Linked DNA regions of Macaca mulatta: region 1 is linked to region 2. A link is a contact called in public Hi-C data. All regions are on one chromosome and are shown on one strand. The core of a region is the stretch at or near the end of the contact, and the rest is flanking DNA. Distances in the headings are between cores, read along the strand shown. Region 1 holds the start of BCL11B (BCL11 transcription factor B). Region 2 holds the start of VRK1 (VRK serine/threonine kinase 1).

The links. Hi-C and Micro-C count contacts between places; a contact is called where the count stands out from the background.
Region 1: a Hi-C map of fetal cortex germinal zone shows a contact between it and region 2, with 4 times the contacts expected there. The contact joins the promoter of BCL11B here to the promoter of VRK1 in region 2. A contact is called at or near these places in 2 of 14 Hi-C or Micro-C datasets (fetal cortex germinal zone and fetal cortical plate).

What each region holds. Positions count from the first base shown.
Region 1 is chr7:172,591,745-172,596,798 of T2T-MMU8v2.0, reverse strand. BCL11B (BCL11 transcription factor B) reads left to right here and starts at 3,237. Exons shown (of 3, transcript XM_077941687.1): 1 at 3,237-4,286. The coding sequence starts at 4,229.
Region 2 is chr7:170,104,072-170,108,863 of T2T-MMU8v2.0, reverse strand. It overlaps VRK1 (VRK serine/threonine kinase 1), which reads right to left and starts at 2,958. Exons shown (of 13, transcript NM_001257676.1): 1 at 2,870-2,958.

The sequences.
Region 1 (5,054 bases), core at 1,988-4,487, 2.5 Mb before region 2:
ATTTCCATCTGATTCCAGCATGCACAAAGCCCCAGCTTTGGGCCCAGCACACAGTAGGTCTGCAGCAGGTGCTGCAGGAATGAATCTGGTTTTATATCAGTTCAGGACCACATTTGGACCCACACTTTTTCCTTTTACATTTTCATATGTGAGCCACCTGCACCCTCTTTTTTGGGGGTGGGGAGGGGGCAGGAGTGACTTGTATTTTAAACAAAGGCTTGGTGAAGAAGAGGTGGGGTGGGGTGCGGTGGGGTCGTGCAGTGACCTTCTCAGGAGAGTCCTGGATCTCCTCTCGCCTGCCTGGGGTGCTAAGGTAGGGGTGGGGACGGGGCTGTGGGCCGAGGTCGGCCACCCTCCTCCCGCCCCGCCTGCTGTCTGGGCATCTAGAGAGTGGGGAAACATTAGTACGGGGCCAGCTGCGGAAGCCAGGCAGGGTCGAGGGAGAGGTCAAGGTCGGCCGAGAGGCGGCTATTGATCCGGCTTGGAACGCGAGACAGGGAGCGCAGCAAGACTAAAGGGGGAGCTGTGAGACCAGACATTAACAGCTTTGCGCGCTGATGAGGCCCGTGCCAGACGGGCAGAGGGAAAAAGAGGAGACTGGAGTGGCAGCTGGGATCGCTCCCTGCCTGCGCCCGGCCGCCTCTTGGGAGAAGAGGAGGAGGAGGAGGAGGGGAAGGAGGGGGAGAAGGAGGAGGAGGGGGAGGAAGATGTGGAGGAAGCAGGGGAGGAGGAGAGCGAAGGGGCCAGCTCAAGGCTGGGCAGGGGCAGGGCAGCCTCTCCCCGGCTGCCGCGAGGCGGAGCGCGCCGGCGGGCGGCGGCGTGTCCGGCCCTGCGCCCTCCCGCCCGCGCGTCCCTCTTCCCGCCGTCGGGGCAGCGCGGGGCCAATGAGGAAGTGCTCTTCGGGTCGGTGGGGCCCTCGCCGGCCCACGCCCGCTACTTCCTGCTGGGGGTGGGGAGGGGGTGCCCCCTCCCCAGGCACGGTCCCTGACCGCACGCGGGGTGGTGGCTGCAACTGGGACTCCGAGAGCCCGCCTGCGGAGGGGCCCCCTTTTCCTGAGGGGTCCTCCCCATCCCTCCTTGCCACTGGCGGGGTCTCCCTTCCTTGTAATCAACCTGAGGGTCGCGTGTCGGGATTTCAAGTCCCGGATCGCCCGCGGCGCTGGGCTGCAGGCACGCTGCGATGTTTTGGGTCCAGACCTGTCCCTGATGCGCTGTGTGTCCTAGGGCAAAGTGCTCACCCTCTCTGGGCTTCACATCGCCAGTTCTCAGAAAGAGAGCGCGAGCTGATCTTTCAAATTTAGAGTCTGCGCGAGTAGGGATGGCCAGTTTATGAATGTCTTAATAAGTTTATTAAAGGTGGGTGAGGGCATATTTTTCTTACTTAAGCCACTTTCCTGGAAAGATTTTTGCAGTGAGAGGGATGGCAGAAGAGGGAGGCCCTTGTAGACTTTGGACCACGTGGAGGTGGGGTATTGGGAGTGGGCAGCCGGGTGCAGCCTGCCTGGCCAGGGCGAGGAGGTACAAGTCCGCGCCCCGCCCCCGGTCTCCGTCCGCTCGGCCTCGCGTCCGCCCACCCTGGAGCCCACAGTTTACAGAACTGCAAGCCAGGGCACATTTTATTGTTATATTTTTTAGGGTATGGGACTGGAAAGGATCTCTTTCCATTCTTGCTCACGGACGCTGGGCGCTGTTAAATTGTTGGTGCCATCGCCCCACCCAACACCTTCGGGACGAAAACAAAAACCCCCGTGTGCCCCCCGAGGAAAAGGCCCCGAGGGAGGCGGCGCCCCTGGAGGCGTCACGGCCTCGCTATGCGTCCGGGTGAAGCCGCCGGAGCCAGGCCTGGGGGCGGAGTGGGGTGGGTGCAGCTGGACTCGCCCGCGAAGCCCAGCGGGAGCCAGGCCCCGACCCGCCCTGGCCGCCTCCGGAGAAACCCTGAGAATGGAGAGGAGGCCAGCCGCGTGGCGCGCCCAGCCCTGGAGGCCAGGTCATCAAATTCACAAAGTTGGCCGCAGCCTGGGGAATAGGGGGTGTCCACGGGGGCCGTGGTCCGGCCTTGTCCCCGGGCCACAGACAGGCCCCACAACTCCTCTTGTCCTCGCCGGCTGGAGATCAAACGGCTGACAAGGCAGCTGCGTCCTTCCCAGTCTGACAGGCATTTTCAAGTCCTACCCTGGGCCGAGGAGCGCGGGGGGCGGGGTGTGACTTTCAGGTTGCTGTGATTGTCAGGGGCGCCTCCTGGAGTCACCCACCCGAGTATCTGCGGAGATCTGGCCACACCTACTCCTGGGCCGGCAAGTCCAAGTCCCTCTCCCACGTGGAGCGCCCGGGCCCCTTACCCTCTCGCTTGCCATAGACCCGGTTTAGGGGGTGGGGCCGTGTTTGACCCCTAGGAGTTAATGGGGGTAAGGTGAGGGGAGGGGACAGAGATTTGAGTGAAAATCCTTTTCCAAATGGGACTCAAACAAGGTCTCAAACACTTCTCAGCCCCTCACGTGTTCTTGATTCTGTTCTTTTAGTGTCGTTTATTTTGTCTTCCTCACCCTCCCAGAGTCTGTAATACCAGGATTTATATGGAGACACTTTTTGGAAGTTGAACTCCAACATCCACCACCCCGCCCCCGCCCGCGACCATAAAACAAAAGTAAAAACTTCCAAGCGACTTTTCCACGGAAACGAAGCAATTCTTACTGTCCCCCAACTCCCATGTCGACCCCAACCCTTTTCCACAGTCCACGCCCCCACCCCCAAAGTCCAAGTCCGAAAGAGCTTTTGGGCGGGTGGAGACTTGTATTGATTCAATTTAGTTCACTCACACAGTACCCCGGCCCCCTTCTCAGGGGGTCCTGCTCCCAGGAGGGAGGCGATATAAGGACGATTTTTCTTTTATTTTAAAATACGCTGCCCAGTGTCCCCCCCCCCCAACCCCCTCCTGCTTTTGCGCAGCCGGGGCTGGGGGGAGATGAGGAGCGCACAAAAACGCGGTTTGCACGTGTGTCCGGCTTGGGCTGCGGGTGTGCGCAACCGGCGACTGTGTGTGTGTATGTGAGTGTGTGCGCGCGCGCGAGTGTGTCTCTGTGTGTGCTTTCTTGTTCTCTTACAGGGTACAATGTTAAAAAGCCACCGCTAGTCGCCCCCAGTGCTCCGACTCTCTGGGTCTTTTTGTCTCTAGTGCAGATTAAACGTCACGTCCGCACTTGAACTTGAATTTTATCCCATTGTACAGAGGCAGCCCCAGCCATAGAGAGACCGAGAGCTCCCAGAGAACCCGGACTCCGCCATCTTCACGTTGCAATCTATAGCTCCCAGTCTGCGCCCGCACCGACCCAGGCGCACTGGGCGAGCCGCCCCTCCGCCCCGCTCCCCCCGGGCCCGCGGCGCCAGGGGAGCGCTGGGGAGCGCTCGCGGGGACTCGGCAGCCCCTCCGGCCGGCGCCAGCCTGCCAGGTGAACTGGGAAGGAGCCTCTCTTGGTGTCCCCCCAGAGCCTCGGAAGGGTCAGTCTCCGAGAAAAAAAAAACAAAAAACAAAAACAGGCAGCCCGCAGAAAAACCCAGAAACAACCGAACCGGGGCAGTTTTACATTGCTTTGGGTTTTTTGAGGGGGCGGGGTGAGGGGGTACGAGACAAGTCCCCAAGTTTTCTTTGCTTTTTTTTTCCTTTGCTTTTTCTTCTTCTTTTTTTTTTATTTGTTTGCATTTTTTTTCTTTTCCCCTCCTGGTAGAAGTGCGCTTTCCACCTACCAGACCCTGAAAGAAAGTGTCAGGAGCCGGTGCAAAATCCAGTTTAAGTTCAAGAAGACATTTGCAAGTGCAAGAGGCCAAGCAGTTTGAAGAAGTGTAAGAGATTTTTTTTCCTTCGAAAGAATATATTTTTAAAGAAACCAGCCAGTCCGCGGAAAGCAACAGCAGTTTTTTTTTTTTTTTTTTTGCCTCTTTTTCTTATTTTAGATCGAAAGGTTTTTCTTGCTTTTCTTCCCTTTTTTTTCTTTTTGCAAACAAAACAAAAAACAGCATAGAAGAAAGAGCAAAATAAAGAAGAAGAAGAGGAGGAAGAGAGGGCAAGAGAGGAAGGGAAAAAAAACACCAACCCGGGCAGAGGAGGAGGCGCGGCGGCGGCGGCGGCGGCGGCGGCAGCGGCGCGGCGGCAGCGGCAGCGACTCGGACCCCCTCCCCCGGCTCCCCCCATCAGTGCAGCTCTCCGGGCGATGCCAGAATAGATGCCGGGGCAATGTCCCGCCGCAAACAGGGCAACCCGCAGCACTTGTCCCAGAGGGAGCTCATCACCCGTAAGTGTCTGCGGAGTGCGCGCGAGGGGCCGGAGATGGGGCTCCGGGCGCCTGGGGCTGGGGACACGGAGCCCGGAACAGCCGAGCCGGGCCAGGCGCCGGGGCCGCCCGCTGGCTGGCAGAGTCAACGGCGTCGGCCTGCAGCATGGCGGGGGGCGGGGGCCATAGGAAAGTTTCTTTGCAGCCGGGGGAGTTGGGGCGCCGAGCAGCCGGACGCGCCTCGGGCTCGGGGGCCTGCGAGGGGGCGTGCAGGCTAGAGGAGTGTGTGTGTGCGCGCCGAGCCCGGCTGGACGCTCGCCCCTCCGAGCGGCGTGTGTGGCGGCGGCGGCGCTGGTGGCGGGGTTTGGAGAGGAGGGGGAGGGAGCTGGGGGAGCGGAGGGGGAGGGGGGAGCCGGGAAGTGGGGAAAAGTTGGCGAGCGCGTGGGTCCGTGCTGACGGCGCGGGCGGAGGAGAGCGGGGTGCGCTCGGGCTGGGGGAGCCGTAGGGCCAGGGGCGGCCGCCGGCTCCGGGTTCCCGGTCCCTGCGCCCGGCCCAGCAGGGTGCCGGCCACGCCGGTCCTAGGATTCCGCAGCCGCCTTTCTCTCCCCTCCTCCTGCTATTTGCAAAATAATCCAGCTGCGCGGCTGTTTGCAGGGCTCAAGCCCCCCTCCCCACCCCCCATTTCCCCACCTCCGTCTGTCTCCTGGGATGATCTTGTCTTCTTTCCCCCACTTCAAAAAAGGTGGGGGGATTGGGGTTGGTGAAAAATCCCCGCCACGAGAAGAAAAA
Region 2 (4,792 bases), core at 1,709-4,208:
GTAATTGGGAAAGTGCATGAAATTACTTCAAAATAGCAACTTCGGAATGCTGGATGCTTAAATATCATTCAAGCACCAAAGGGAAAAAAATTCAAAGGACACAGCCCTCTGCATCTTTATAATGGCAATGAGAAATAGATTCACAGGAATTTTGATCAAAGGAGCCAAACTTATCCTACAGTAAAATTACATCTTGGTTACAACACCTACCTAAATGTTTTATTAGGGTTCTATCACCCTTTTAAATTAATCTTGCACCTTTATTAAACATTTTCTACATTTTAACATTAATAGTACAGTTTTTCAAATGTGCTCTACACATTTATTGGATTATTCTGTGCTGGATGCTAGATAAAGTTTAAAAAAAAAAAACAAAACAGACACACATTAATTTAAAACAAAGAAAACTTGCTTTGGCAAAACACTACAATAGCAAGAACAGACTTTGCACCTAGCACAATTCCTTGCAAATAGGGGGCACGTGATCTCTGGTGAATAAATGAGTCCATTTCTTCTCCGAAAAATAACCCTGGCAAGCATGTAAAATATCCTACCAGTCTGAAAAATATTCTCCAGTCCTATTCAGTTACCAATCCATTCTCAGAACCCATCAAGAGCAATTTTCATGAAAGCCTCACTCACACGCACAAAGAGGGAGCATTTAATTCCCATTAGGCTCACTGCCTGATCTATGGAGATATAAGCATTTGCACATTTGCATAAATTCAGGAGACATCCTTCATTTGATATAAGGTAAATCTTAAAGCTTCGCTTCATTTCCAAATAAGTTTTATTTTTCAAATCAAAAATATTTTTAAAGTTTTATTTTTCAAATCATAATCCTAATCATAGTACATTATATCTTATTAGGGATGCTTTTAAGAAAAAAAAATATAGCTGTCAAAATTAAAATCTTGTTTTTTCATTTCTAGACATCTGGGACATTTCACTTATATATTTATTATTATTTCACATTAGTTCTCAAAGTTAAAAAAAAAAAAAAAGCTGGCCTATTTCCTTTAAGAAATTTAATTTTAGGGTCTGTCAACATTTTGAATGCATTACTGTTATTTTTAAAATATACACTTGCATACTGGAATAAAACTTAGCATAAGCTTTCCATATAACCATTTCCTGGGCACTTACTAACTTACTATATGCCAGGCTCTATGCTTAACACATTACTCCATTATCTCATTTGTTTAACAAATATCCTCTCATAATTTTTGCAGCACTGAGCATAACAAGAAGCCATTGCACTATAAAGCTGGTATTTGTACTAGATACCAGAACTAAATTGACAGTAACGCCTAACACAAGTTTATTGTTATTAAATTCAAGTTGTGTTACTGTATTAACACAGAATCTGATCAGCAATGTTGAGATGTAGAGAATACCATCTGTGGTAGCATCAACAGAGAAAGCTATTATTAAGTGACTAAGTTATATTCCTTTCTATAGGTAACAGATGAACATAATAATATCCACCCAGAAATGTAATTCCAATCACTACATGCCATTTTGAAGAACATAAACGTAACCTACATAAAGACTATATAAAGAACCCTTGCTTCCTTCTGAAAATGCTTCAAAATTCTAGATTAAATTCTCCCCCAAAGTATCATGCTCAGCATGTCATAAAGAAAGGTGCCTTTATTGCGAACTCTTGAAAATAAATGCTGCCCTACATTTTTTTTACTCTTTTGAATTTCAGATTCAACAGATGGGCAATTCCAATTTAAAAAAAAAAAAAGAAAAGAAAAGAAAAGAAAAACACACACACAGTAATTAATGAGGTTCTTCAACAGTTCCCTAAAACATCCTCCCAATAGCAAAACTGGTGTTTCCAAGTTGTTCCAAGAAAGGGACACAGAAGAGGGAAGGCAAGAGCCTATACAAAGGAAAACAAAAATGGGTGACTTGAAAGAAAGGACATCAGAAAAATGGGTGGCCTCAACAGGAACCTGTAGTGTCTGACTCCGCTGCTGTCTGTCGAATTTAATTCAATCACCTAAGAGTTTTGAGACGAGAACCAAAATACTATTTCGGTGGCAGGAAAAACTATGCGTTGCCCTTGAAAGGAGCTGCAACAGTAAAGGATGCCACCCTGCCAGGTAGGGACAGAACAGAGGAGGAACTGTCAAACGGGATACGAAAGTCCTTTGCAAAACCCACAAGCGGCTCTAACTGCCTTGCACCAGACAGACCCTCAAGTACAAGACCACGGGGCCTCCCCGCGACGTGACAGGGAAATAACGGGCGGCCTCGCGGTCCCCAGGCCTGGCTGCTATCCTCAGGGGTCAGCCTCTCTCTTCCCTCTCAGGTTTCAAGTCAAAGGTCACATCCTCTGAGATGACCTTCCGGATCACCTAACCTAAAGAGCCTCGCGCCCATTCCTCTAGCCCGCAACTGCCTGTCCCGTTTCTAAGAAAGCATGTCCGTATCCGCAAAGCATCGCAGCTGCGTGTGTTGTTTCCCTAGTAGACAGCGAGCTCCGCGGGGCAGGGGCCCCGCCTGACAGACCCAGCTTCCCGGCGACGCCCGAGGCGGCGTTTGCGAGCTCGGCCGCGACACCACGCGCGTCCAGAACGTGGAGCTCAGATGGGGGCCGGCCTGGCCAGTCCAGGAATCCCCGGGATCGCCAGCGGGGCCTGAGCGAGACAAGCAAAGAGTGAACGCCCGCGCAGGCGGAAGCCACGCGGCGGAGCGCGGTCCCGCGGGGCAGCCAGGGCTGACGGCGCCTTCCGCACCCCGGCGGACCCACAGACCGCCCGGAAGGCCCAGTGCCGGCCCAGCCCCCGGCCGCCCTCCTCCGCGCCCCCAGCTAGGCGCGCGAGTCCTCGAGCAGTGTCGCCTGCGGCCTCCCTACCCTAAGTCGCAGAGCCGTCACCTTCCGCCCAGTACGAACTTCCCGCCGCTTTCGCCGACTCGCAACTCGGCAGCGGCGCCGGCCCCTTGGCACCCTGCAGTATGGAGCCTTCCCATTGGCTCGGAGGCGACGGGAGGGGCGGGACGAGCGGGAACGCGGCGGGGCGGGACGGAGGCTACGCTAGCCCCGCGCCTCCCCGGGAATGCCGGGAGCTGTGGTCCAGCGCTCCCAAGGCATCCTGGGAGTTGGAGTCTCTTAGCGGCAAAGGGAGATCCCCGTCCTTCTGCTCCCTAGCATTCTAGGAAATATGGTTTACAGCCCTGTTCTTAGTAGCTTGATTTATTGTGTTGGCAGAGAGTTGGATGTAAAATAAGTTTCCTGTTTCTGTTAGGATTAAATGAAATAATCTATAGACAGTACTTTAAACTTAGTTGGTGCTCAATAAATAGCAGATAGTATTAGTATTATTCTGCCCAATCATTGACATGTGTCTAAATCCTACTGTTTTTCGAAGCCTATTTCAAAGCCTATCTCAATGTCTACCTAATCCTCTGCAGTGTTTCACCTGTAATCAACGTATGCCACAGTTTGCATTGTGTTTATTATACTCAGCTAAGTCTCCATCATCCATGAGACTGAAAGCTTATTGGGCACTGGGTCACTGTTCTAGGTCAAAATCACTGAAGTCACAGGCAGAGGGAGATTAACAATGAAGCCAATGAAGCGTAAGCTTCAGGACCTCACTTGCGCAGGTCCTTCAATGAGTTTACATAGCTTTTTGCTTTTTATTTGTCAATTTTACTTTTCTTTTTTTTTTTTTCTTAAGATAGAATCTCACTTTGTCACCCAGGCTGCAGTGCTTTGGCGCAATCTCCGTTCACTGCAGCCGCGACCCCCTGGGCTCAAGCAATCCTCCCACCTCAACCCCCCAAGTAGCTGGGATTACAGGCACAGGCCACCACTCCTGGCTAATTTTTGTATTTTTTGTAGACACAGGGTTTGACCATGTTGCCCAGGCTGGTCTTGCCCTCCTGAGCTCAAGCAATCCACCCCACCTCGGCCTCCCAAAGCACTAGAGTTACAGGCATGAGCCGCCACACCCAGCTGATTTTTCTTAAAGTAGATCCTCCAAAATTACGTGAACTTCAGTCCCTACAAAACCTGAAATCACTCTGTCCATTAGACAGTTCAGTATAGTGCCTGATGTCTTACATTTTCCCCTCCAGATACCCTCATCTGCGTATGCTCCAAATACTTCTCCTGCCTGCCCTCTGCCCCGGGAGGCTGACCTCTACAAATTGCTTCACGCTCCCAGGGCTCCCTGGGCTCCCTGGGCTCCCTGGCTTTAGGGTGTGCTCAGTGGAGAACCCCACAGAAGACTGGAGGAAAAAGAAAGGTCGGTTAGAGTAGGTTAGGCCCCTGGATCCTTACTGGCAAGGTCACCTCCAGTTGGCAGGTCCCTCAGCTGAAGGTCACTGCTCCCTGGCCCTCCCTCCAGTTTGCGGTAATAGCCCTTCCTTTGTGCCTCAGGTCTGGAAGTGATAACATCACGGCTGCTGCTGACCCACAAGTTACTGCTCCCTCTGTCGTGGTTCCTACCCCCAACACCATTGTAAATAGTCTCATTGCAAATAACCTTCCTCAGATTATCCTATTTTGAATTATGTCATCTGCTTCCTGTTGAGTCCCTAACAGAAACACATGGGCAAGGTGAACACTTGATAAAATTTGTCGGCAAAAAAGTCTCAAGATTTGCACATCTCATGGGTGTGGAATCCCCCAGCAAGACTCTGTGGCCAGGATCCACTGAGAGAAAGACACACACACCCACACACACACACATACAAACACATACATGCTAAGAAAACTTGGAACAGGACTTATCTGTCACAGTGTGACCGTATTCCCCTAACCTCACAATAG